2 separate regions of the Mus musculus genome follow, and region 1 is linked to region 2. A link is a contact called in public HiChIP or PLAC-seq data. All regions are on one chromosome and are shown on one strand. The core of a region is the stretch at or near the end of the contact, and the rest is flanking DNA. Distances in the headings are between cores, read along the strand shown.

Region 1 (5,864 bases), core at 2,917-5,416, 1.3 Mb after region 2:
GCAAGTTCAAATGCAGTCTGTGCGGAACATACTGTCATTCTGAGTAGATGTTCCTGTCTCCCTAAGACCTTAAACCTCACCTCTAAGAGACCTTTGTTGCAAATATTTTATAAAATATTATGTCCTGTATGTAGAGCACAGCCTGCAGAGCAAACACCAGCTCTGTACAAATGGCTGCGTTAGGTGGAATTCTAAGACCACCAGGATTTTCTGACCCTTGTGTTTGGGTGACTGCTGCTATTCATGAATATTTCTTCTAGGGTGATGGCAAAGGGACTTTGTAAAGTTACAGATCAGTTTACTTTATGGTTAGTTATGTAGGCGAGTCTAATAAAGCCCATGAGCCCTTAGAAGACAGAGGGTTCTCCTGGTAGTGGTAGAAAGGGGAGTTAGACAGATGTATTAAGAGGTTGAGATATAGGAGGGTTTGGGGAGGGCTTGGGAAGCTGGATTGGGAGACAAGAACAATTATAAGGACTGAAACCTGAATCCTTAGCACTGTCCCAGAGTGGGGTGGTACCCAAGGACGAAATCCCCCTTCTCTTAGGAGAGGGGGAGGGGTCAACAGGAAGGAATTGTAAGGATGGGACTGGGAGGAGAAGAGGGAGAGGGGGTCTATGATCGTGATGTAAAGTAAATAAAGAAAATTATTGGAGAAAAAAGCTCCCTGTAGCCACGTGTATCTATAACTCCAGCCCTTCAGAGGTCAGAGAGAGGAGAAGCCCTACGGCTTACTGGCTGCCAGGCTAGCTCCAGGTTCAGTGAGAGACCCTGTTTCAAGGGAATAAGGTGGAGAACAGCAGGGCACTCCATGTTCTTCTCGGGCCTCTGTACTTGTGCCTCAGTGCAGGCATCCCACTGTTACAAATGGACATATGTGGCACGCATATGGCACATTCACACACTATACATGTACACATATGACACCCTGAACACACAATAGGAGACATAGGTGCTTATTAGAAGGAAAAAGGACTGGCAAGGAAATGGGTCCTTTTTACAAATAACAGTCAAATTAATTCTGTCAACAGCTGAGTGAGTTTGAAAGGAGAATCTCTCAAGGTTCTTCACTTTTGTGCCCTGCCCAGCAGACACCTAAATCTTGACCTTTGAAGCCCCTACCTGGAAAACTCTATTGAGCCCACCTTGGTTTCTAATCTCCAGCATGATGGTGTAACAGGGTACCAGGTGGGTGTCATGCTAAGCTGCCAGGTCAGCAATAGAAAGCTTTCGTTCTTGCTGCGGACACTCATTTCATTCCCACAGCAAAGCACTGCTCGGGACACTTGTTTTTCTCTTTTGGTTTTAGGTATGGAAACTGAAACTCAGAGACGATAAGATTCCTATTCAAGCCCACACAGCTTCTGAAGAGGTGCAGGCAGACACTCCTGCCCAAATCTTTGTGTGTGTGTGTGTGTGTGTGTGTGTGTGATTTCTGTGTGCAGGTACATGTGTGCAAGAAGTGTACCTGTGTTTATGTGAATGTCAGAAGACAACCTCTGGTGTCACCTATCATTCCTCAGGCTTTGCTTCCCCCCCTTTTTTTGAGGTAGAGTCTCTCACTGGCCTGGAGCTCACTTGCCTAGGTTGGCTGACCTAGGGTTCCTCCTGCTCCCCACTTCACCAGTGTTAGGATTAAAAAATGCATATCTCAGTCACAGTTCATTTATGTTGAGTTCTAGGGCTCAAACTCAGGACCTTCTGTTTATAAGTTAAACACATTACCAACTGAGCAGTTTTTTCAGCACCCAGTCTATGTTATTTGACAGTCGTGTGTGTGTGTGTGTGTGTGTGTGTGTGTGTGTGTGTTTTAACCAGGCAGTATGGTTCAGTGTAATATGCCTTAGCAACCTCTCTGGGTGTGGCTCTTGTAGCCAATCTTTTTGGAACCTTTGATATTGTGAATGAGAATCCTAAGGGAGATGGCACAGATCTCTCTCGTCTAGAACGTTGGTGTGACTGGAAGCAGCCATGGACCCTGAGGGAATACTGAGTCCAGAGGAACTCCAACCCAGCTCAGCCTTGGCTATGAGCCCTCATGCAGATGCCTCCTGAATTAGCAGGAGTTCGCAGCTAGCTCCTCTGGAGACCAGCACAGCTCTATAGTTAGAGTCCAGTTTATCTTTTAAGGTTGGGCCAAGTCATATTCATAGAGGTTGTGTCTTGGTTTGTGAATTCCTCAGCTTCTTGGCTGGGTTGTCTTCTTGCCCAGTCATTAGTAGCTATTGATGTACATGTTATAGAGTATGTGTTCCCATCTGATGACAGTTTTGTAAAGCCCAGCGAACCCAACACCCATCAGTCTATTGGATGTCACTTGAATCTAAAGCCTGGGTCTTTTCAGGTTGATAGTTGAGCTGTATCAGATCATGGCAGGCATTTACATATGGACTACCACATCCATTTAAAGTCTATCAAGCTTCCTAAGAACTCTTGATTATTAAAAACAGCACCAACAACAACAACAAAAAAAAAAAGACTTTTTTTTTCAGTTTAAGGGCTAGAAGAAGTCTATGTTAGTCTTACATCCTCAAACATTTTTCAATAGCTATAGCAGCCTAGTTGGGTTTTTGTATAAAATTATACACATTATACAATCTATGCAGAATATAATTAATACCATAATAATTTATATCAGGCCTAATAGACTTTTATATTTCCTGCTTTTTCTTCTGAATATGTAAACATTCCTTGGGCTATTCAATGTTCTGGCAGCATATGTTCATTGATTATATAGAATTTAACTGTGTGTTTTTAAAGTAATTCACTTATTTTGTTTATTTGAAAACAGTAAATTTCCCTTCAGATTTTCAAAAAAAAAAAGCCTGTTGTTTTGATATATACGTGTGTGTGTGTGTCATTGTGTCATTGAATATAATTGCTGGAGATCTGATAGTTTCTCTATAGCATATATCAAAACTAGAGATCACAATGCATTGGTACAATGTCAAGCACACACAGAGCCCAGAATGAGCCTTTGGGTGGGTGGGGGGGGGGCGTTAGCACTACAAAAAAAATCCCCTGTATTTCTAGGTAAAAGTTGCAAATATTTTAAGGCTTTCCTATACAAAGAAGTTTCTAGAAAATTACATCTCTCTGCACTCTTGGGAATATTGCTATGCAGTTTTTAAAGATCATTATTAATTTGGAAAGCAACGTCTCTTTGTTAACAATACCTTAATAGTATTCCCTGACTTTATTCCCTTTGGAGACTCCCATTTTTGTTTCAAGCGACTCATCTTCAACCCCAAACCCAGTGACATCCCCTAAAGAGCTCCAAGAGGCAAACAAAGACCCAGCTAGGCTACTTGGTGTGCATAGGTGGTTGTGTTTACAAAGATAAGTGTATACATGCTCACTATGGCATACCAAGTGAAGATATATACAGAGGCCCAATATAAAGTTGGCTTTAAAAGACTCATCTAACCACTCGTTTTAAATCTTTAGTGGCACAAATGAACAACTTGGCCTTCAGCTTTAACGTGCGATTCACAGCCAAGACGAGCAGCTGTTAGCAGTTTGTTGAGGAGAGAAAAAGAAGTCTAGAGTAACAGAGGCTATGGCACATATCAGGCTCTGTGCTGGGTGCCACGGTGCGGTTTCTCCCTCTTCCTCTCACCATATTTTCCAGTTCTTGGTCTAAGGAAGTCAGTGCTAAGGTTAAGAGGTATCACAACCTCTAGCCAGCACTGCAACAGTCACTGCCTTGTACTCAAGTCCTCTCTTAAGTAGAGCCCTGCCTCTGTGGCCACTTGGACAGCAACTCTTCTATTGGCTTCTTCCTTGTCACTTAGGAATCTTTACTGTTCCCTTTGCATCCTTGTTCAGATACCGAGTAAGATGCTGAACACAGGCGCTGATCACAGACTCGTCTTTGGCTCTCTGAACTGTGACGTTCACTTAGGAGCTTGATAGCTGGGAAGGCCTGGTGATCAGAACACTTCCCGGAAGGAGCTTGTATGCTTCCTTCTTGGGTCTTTGGGTTCTCCTGAGGCCATATCAGTGTGCCTTGTTGGGTTAAAATTCTCCAGCTGAGAGTGACATCTGCCACAGAGATTTCCTCTTCCTCCCAGCTGGGCCCACACATCGCCATGAGTGAGTCATAAGCGAACACTGGAGCTGCCTCCTCTCTCTGTGGGACTTTGAGTCCTCTAACCATACTTGGGCTTTGGTCTCCCTGTAAGGATGATTCAGCGGAAACTTATGGTGAAATGGATCACCATAGCAACTTTCAGTAGATACCCATGCAAATTAGAGAGTGGAAAGGTACGGTTTTCAACATCCCCAGACCAACTGCTACCTTCTGAGGCCTGTGGGGATTGGATCCCAGACACTTTGAAGCTGACACGCAGTCAGCCCAACTGTGTATCACACCTGGCCCCGATCTGCTGAAACCTTCAGAAGCTACCAGGAGATAAGCGGAGCCAGAGGAGGTGGCTTCCCCATGCTAGATTCCACGTTGGGTAGGGAAGAGATCTCAAAGTGGATCTGGGAAATAGCAGGGAGGGGTGTCATGCTTTTCTCTGTGTTATTCACCAGCCTTAGAGTCTACATCAAACACAGTAGATGGACCTACAGAATTTTTGTCAGTCAGAAGAAGGTGACTGTGGAGCTCAGCCGGGACCCAGAGTGTCTGCAGGAGGGATTAGAAAGTCTTTGGTACATATTAGTCTTTTGATAAATGAAAGCTACTTCTGGTCTCCCCTCTGTAGCTCCACAGCCTCCTGTCCTTGTTTTTCCTTCTTCCTTTTTTTCCCCTTGCTTTGGTGTGTGTGTGTGTGTGTGTGTGTGTGTGTGTATGTGTGTGTGTGTGTGTTCATATGGACAGGTACATATGGAGATCAGGGGTTGACATTGTCTTCCTTGGCTGCTCTTCACATTATCATTTGACCCTGGTTTCTTACTGAGCCTGGACCTCAGTCATTCTGCATGATAGTAAGCCCCAGGGTTCCTCCTCTTTCCATTTTCCCAGCAATGTGATCTCATGCACACCACCATGGTATCTGTTCCTGTTTTTTTTTTTTTTTAAATTGATTTAGGTGACTGGGCTCTAAAGACAGGCCTACACAGTTCAGCCGTTGGACTGGGATGGGATGTGCTGCTGTGTGCTGAAATGTCAGGAAGGTAAGTGGGTGTGGAAGAAATGGATCACTGGGACAAACCTGCTGTAGGACGAGCTTCTCTTGTGGTCACTCATCTTTGTGCCAAGATAGGTGGAACTCACTGGGTGAGATCTGCACCAGCCCCAAAGGAAGGGCATTTATGCCACCCCTGGGGGCAGAGTTCTAGGACCTCACAACTTCTCAAAAATTCCTGAGGATGCTGTCAAGCTACAGCACCATGTCTGCCTTGCTCTGCTTCCAAGAGTGAAGTGTCGAAGGGGAGAGAAGGGAATAGGTTGAGTCCAGGGAAAGGAGAGAGAAAAGACACTAGACAAAGGCTGCTGAGCTGCCTTAGTGAGTTCAGGTTGTACAAGCCTAAGGGCCCGGGTTTGAGCAGCACCCATGTTAAAAGAAAAAAAAAAGCCCACAAACAAGTCTAGTTCTTTGAGGATTTCCCAAAATTCCAGTGCTGGGAGGCAGAGACCAGAGGGTTTTGGGTTTCCTAGCCAACTGGTCTAGGGGAACAGCAAGCTACAGAATGAGTGTGGGAACCTGTCTCAAAAGATGACTGAGTAATATTCAACATTGACCTCTGGCTTCCAAATGCAAGAACATGCCCCAACACACACACACACACACACACACACACACACCCCACAAAATTAAATGAAACTAAAGTTGTTGACAGGCCTCCAGTCTTTGACATGGTTAACAATCATCTCTAAAAGAGAATGTTCCAGAATTGGCAGTTGGGCTCATCCA
Region 2 (5,407 bases), core at 1,064-3,563:
GGGCCGCGGAGGCCTCTTTCAAGGGTCTCTTAATGTAAGACACCCATAGGTTACCAAGAAGGTCATCATTTCCCTTGATTTAGCAAATGAAGTCCCCACAGTGATTTGCCAAACTGAACTCTGGGGTACAGAACGAGTAAGGCATGATGTGCAAGGCATGAGCCACGCTGCCCGCTCTGTCTCTCTCAGTGTTTGTTTATCCGGCTGTCTAACTTCTCTTTCTCTTTGGATATTGTTATATACTGTATTCAGCCAGCTGCCATTAGAGTCAAGGGGAAGATTCCTTCCTAGATTCTAAGGAGATCTAGATGCTGTGTGTGCATGAGAGATGTCGATGGGAGGTGGGGGAGAAAGGCGAGAGGGAGGGGAGGCTGGAGGCTGCCTGGGGCCTCAGCTTCACTGTGTGGAGGCTGGAGACTGAGTTGGGGCTTCACCTTCACTGTGTAGAGGTTGATTAGCAAGGTGAGCAGAGCTAGGCTCTTTGTTTGAACCGATCTCACAGAAACAAAGTTAGCCAGCATTCACATGTGGTTATAAAGAAACTTCAAACCACATCTCTCATTCTTATCTTTACACTCAATGATACCAGATTAGTGTTTATGCATTGTTATTATATCATACAGACAGGCATTTTAAATAGAAGGGCTCTGCTGTCTTTTAAAATCCTCATCTCAGTGCTTGCAGCTGTATCAAAATGGTGCCAGAGTAGGAGAACAGAGAGGTGAGGTCAGTACCCTAAGTGTGCCTAGGTCCTTGGACAGGTACAGAATATGTGTGAGTTCCTGCCCGGGGCTCAATGTGCTATGCCCACCCCTTTCCTTACCTCAGAAGTAATGGCACATACCCCGTCAAGCTCACTCACTCTGCACCCAGGTCTAGAATGGAACTGACCCCGATGGTCTAGGGACCGAGGGTGGAGCTGTAGGGTAGGCTGTGGCAGATGCAGTTTCCAAGCCCCAGGTGGATCAAGGGTGAAGGCACGGATGCTTGCTTGGGGTTCTTCATCGTAGGTTAGCATGCGAGAGGGGTGCTCATGGAGTCGGGAGGGACAGGAGCCAAGTGTTACATGGAGTTAGTGTTCTGTGTCCTCTCATTTAAGTGACTTTAAATTTATTTTATTAAATGTATTGTCTATGGGGAATGTAGAAAATAGAGATAAAAAAACCAGAAAACAAACAAACAAACAAACAAACAAAAAAAACAATTCAAAATCCTTACAGTTGGAAGCATATGCCAGTGTTCAGCATCTGTGATCCGAGGCAGTGGCTTTCCTCTTTTCTTCTACTGGGCTGTGAAATGTATCTTTCCTTACCATTAAATATTCCACCTCTTAAATGGTTGCATACTATTCCATTATATGGCTCCAGCTATCTCCCCAGTGTGGCACATTTGGGTAGCTTCCAGCTTTTTAATAGCCACGGAATGGAGGCAGACATTTTGCAATTAGATGTTTGTACCCATCTGTGACATTCTGCAGCCTTATTTTGTGCAAGGAGAATTGCTGAATCGACGGATTTACCCACTAATCTTAATATCTTGATCTGTGACACTGCACCCCTAAATTGTTGTACCAATCTGATTGCCAGTTGTTGCTCCGTGTCCCTGCCAATCTTGGGAAGGGGCATAAAGAAAAAGAAAAAAAAACTGTCAATTAAATCCTTATGCCTCCGATTATACCCAAGATGTAGCCGTTCTTCACGCCGGGCCATTTGTACTTATTCTTTTATGAATTGCCTTTTCATTTTGTATGCATGGCTATCAGATACATATTGATTGCTGATTGATTGCTCGTTCCATGCAGTATAATTTAATTTTCAAAATGTCCCTTTCTCTTAGAAGTTAATTTATCTCAAAGTGTCCCTTACTCTAAGTACATATTCAATCCTGTGATCAAGAGGCAATTGAGAGAGAAGCCGGCCTGACTTCCCCTCTTGCTTCTGTGAAGTCCTCTAGGCTTCAAGGCTATTTGCTTTGCTTAGCACACTCACATCCTGGGCACGGAATGGGAGAGGGGCCCTCAGCTCAGCACTGGCTGGCTCACGATGGGGTTTGAGAGGCTGGTAAACAGTAGCCAGGAACTGGTGATTCTGGGATTGGCGCCTCCCCACCCCCCATACACATCCCAGCTCCCCAGATCTGTTAAAGCTAGTCGCACCATGCCGGAGCTTTCCCGTGCATTTGTTCACGTGACAAGCCGGGCTCCCACGTAGCGAAATTGTACCAATGCCGAAAATAGCTCTGCTGACAGGCAGGGCAGGCTTGATTGGTGGCGGGTTTCAGTCTGGAGAGGGGCAGGCGGGCGAGGAGTTCTGACTCTAGAAGCAGGCGTGACCTAGTTTTCAAACTGCTCCCCTCTTCCTACCTGAGTGACTCGGGCCAGGTGACTTCCTCCAGCTCATGGGCCAGGCAGGTAGTTCTCCGTCTCTGCGCAGTTGTTCAGGATGGAGATGTGGGTCCCTTGCAGACACTCGCCCTGCAGCCATTTCTGCAGCGGATGCTCGGGCCCGGAATGAGTCCTTATACTAAGTTGGTGTTCCCTAGCTTTGTGCTTTACAGGTCCTCCCGAGGATGGCACCGGAGCTCTGCATTGGCCCCGGGATCATCTTTTTGATCGCTTTGAATAACTGGTAGGCATTGACTGGTCTTTAGTTTGGAAAGATTTTTTTCCCACCTTTTGGTTAGAAGTCAGATAGTACCATCATGTAGCCAAAACAAACCAAACAACACCCCTCCCCCCAAAACAAAACAAAACAAAAAACAAAAACCAAATCCAATGAGGCTGTCTGGTTATTGTTTCTGTAGCCTGGGAGCAGAAAAAGATATCACAGACAGGGACTGGAGGGACTTGAACCGTTAGCCCTTGTATGACTCAGATCACAGTTGTTTCATTAGGACCCTCGCTCATGAAACTCCTGGTTTGCAGGGCTGTCTGCTGTATTAAGACTAAGTGTCCAGGTTTGCAGCCCCTCTCCTCTGGAATACGCGAGAATGAGTCAATGCTGGCGTGTGATTTTATCAGCACCCAGAGGGTCAGCACCTTGACTGGAGGCTCTTGGGACATAGAAGGAAGAAAACTAGTGGAATGACAGTTAACTTGTTCAGTGACCTAGGGCAGGCCACTTTAGTATTTTAAATATAAGGCTCTTCATTTGTAAAATGTAGAGACTCTCTGTCTCTTAAAACATTTCGAAGTTACATTTATTTGTGTGTGTGTGTGAGAGAGAGTGTATGTGTGTGTGTGTGTGTGTGTGTGTGTGTGTGTGTGTGTGAGAGAGTGTGTGTGTGTGTGTGTGTGTGTGTGAGTGTGTGTGTGTGTGTGTGTGTGTGTGTCTGTGTGTGTGTATGTGTGTGTGTGTAAGGATAACTTTAACAGTCTCTTCTCTTTCTACTGTATGGGTCTCTGGGATCCAGCTGTGGTCATCAGGCACAATGGTGAGCGCTCTCACTTCCTGAGCCGTCTCAGTGACCCCCACATTGGCCTGTTACACATGGGGTTGCGTAGGCTCGGCTGACTTTGAGTGCAGAGACCTAAGCACATGCTACCATTCCCAGCTCTGTGTCTGTTGTGCATGGACCAATTAATGGATGGAAGCATGATAAGGCAGAGTCCCTTAGGATCAGGGTGCTTACGGCTGTGTGTGGAGGAAAATAACCTCTCAGCTGTAGGAAAGAGCCCTGAAGGTTAGAAGAGAAGGGAGAGTGTTTTCATTCCTTCCGTAGATGGAACATTCTAGGCCACTCTTGATAGCTTTTTCACTAGGGCTGCTGAGGTTGCTTCAGGCCTAGGCCCCAGTGTTCAGAAAGGGAGCCAGATGTTGAGGGACTAGACTATGTGATGTACAGCTGGTTTGGTGGCCACATAATGCCAGTGGGCTCAGCGGCCCACTAGCCCTTTCGGCCTGAGAGAGTGAGACTAGGTGTATCAGCAAGCTCTGGGTTTGACTGAGAGTCCCTGCCTCAGTGAGTATGGTAGATCGATGGGGGTGTTTCCTGATAGTGACCAAGGACCTACACACACACACACACTCTCTCTCTCTCTCTCTCACACACACACATGTGCCCACATTTATGCAAATATACACATATACTTGTGCACCATACATACACACTTAAAAATGGGAAGAGAACAAAAACAAACAAAAGGGCCTCTCACTGTTAGCCACTCGTGTCCTCAAGGATGACCCTCCCAAACTTTTGCATTCCCCCTCCCCCGCAAGCCCCCCCCCCCATCTTGTCCTCTAACTGCATTGCGCTCTCTTATGTGTGGCCGGCCGTGATGTAGAGTAACCAGCTGTACTCTCTCAGCTCGGCAGCTGGGTTTAAGAAGCTCGTCTCGGCCGAGAGATCATCAGTGTATTCAAAGAAAGAAACAAAACAGGACCAAACAAACCCCATGCCATTACAGCTTTATCTGTTAGTGAAGACATTTCCCTTCCGAGTTCATGTACGGTTACCAAACTGAGTATCGGGTACATCGGGGAGCGCTGTAACACATCCATTCCAAGAGACGTCTCAGCCAGGAGCCAAGTCAGATTTTTGGCAAGAGACACCATCTTTTCTGCCTGCAGAGCTGATGTCTACGTGCACGAGACTCCTTTTTCACCAAGTGTAATTGCTGCTTGGCCAGCGTCCCCTGCCTCTTGTCCTTCCTTTGTATTTTTCTCTCGGTCAGGGATGGAGCCAGTTAACACTTGTGCGTCATCGCCAGGCACTCTGAGACCGACTAACCAGACTGTACACGTATACGCCATATCTGTCGCATGGTCCTTCCCTATTTATTTAGTATTCATTTCCTGTCACTGCAGTGAAAGAGTATCATGTACCCACTGGCTTAAAACAAACTAGGTTTCTGCACCTCAGATAACAGAGGTCAGAAGTTAAGTTCGTCTCACTGGGCTAAAGTCAAGGTGCTAGCAGGGCTGGTCCTTCTGGAGGCTTTGGGGTGGGGGTTGGGGTACCCATTTCCTTCTCTTTCCTAAAGCTCCTAGCGGCTGCCTGTGTCCCTTGGTTCATAGCCCTATCCTCCACCCTCTAACTTTCCAGTACATTGCTCCAGCTACCTTTTCTCCCAGAGTGGTCTAGCTATTCAGTGCCTCCATCTATCAGCTATTGTGATTATATCCAGTATTTCTCCTCTCCCTCCATAATCCAAGACCATCCTTCCTCCATTTTAAGACCCTTCATTTGACCCCATTGCCAAAATCCACTTTGCTGTGTCAGGTGACAATCCTAGAGATCAGGATGTCAACATCCTCCGAGGAGGGACATTACTGTACCTGGACAATAATGTATTAATGCGTTGTCCCAGAACCTTAGCATCAGATTATCAGGTACACTTCTTGTCCTGGCAACAAATCCTGGTAGAAGTGATTCTAGGCTCAGGGTTCTAGAAGGTACAGTTCACCAT

What was found. HiChIP or PLAC-seq counts read pairs in DNA pulled down with a chosen protein or histone mark.
Region 1: a contact with region 2 is called in an H3K27ac HiChIP or PLAC-seq map of SST interneurons, with 7 times the contacts expected there. The contact joins two enhancer-like sites. A contact is called at or near these places in 1 of 15 datasets of contacts at CTCF or cohesin (the NIH/3T3 cell line), 3 of 115 datasets of contacts at active chromatin or transcription factors (SST interneurons, astrocytes and embryonic stem cells) and 1 of 9 other capture datasets (adipose tissue).

The regions. Positions count from the first base shown.
Region 1 is chr8:115,738,650-115,744,513 of GRCm38.p6, forward strand. No RefSeq gene overlaps it. Among named protein-coding and RNA genes, the nearest start is that of Gm51552, 22 kb to the left of the region's middle. Within about 2 kb of position 4,167, at least 44 of the 459 cell types and tissues checked have an H3K27ac peak or open chromatin away from gene starts, as enhancers often do. A contact at or near this core is called in SST interneurons, where this site is marked.
Region 2 is chr8:114,453,993-114,459,399 of GRCm38.p6, forward strand. The region is part of intron 4 of Wwox (WW domain-containing oxidoreductase); the gene reads left to right. Among named protein-coding and RNA genes, the nearest start is that of Wwox, 17 kb to the left of the region's middle. Within about 2 kb of position 2,314, at least 24 of the 459 cell types and tissues checked have an H3K27ac peak or open chromatin away from gene starts, as enhancers often do. A contact at or near this core is called in SST interneurons, where this site is marked.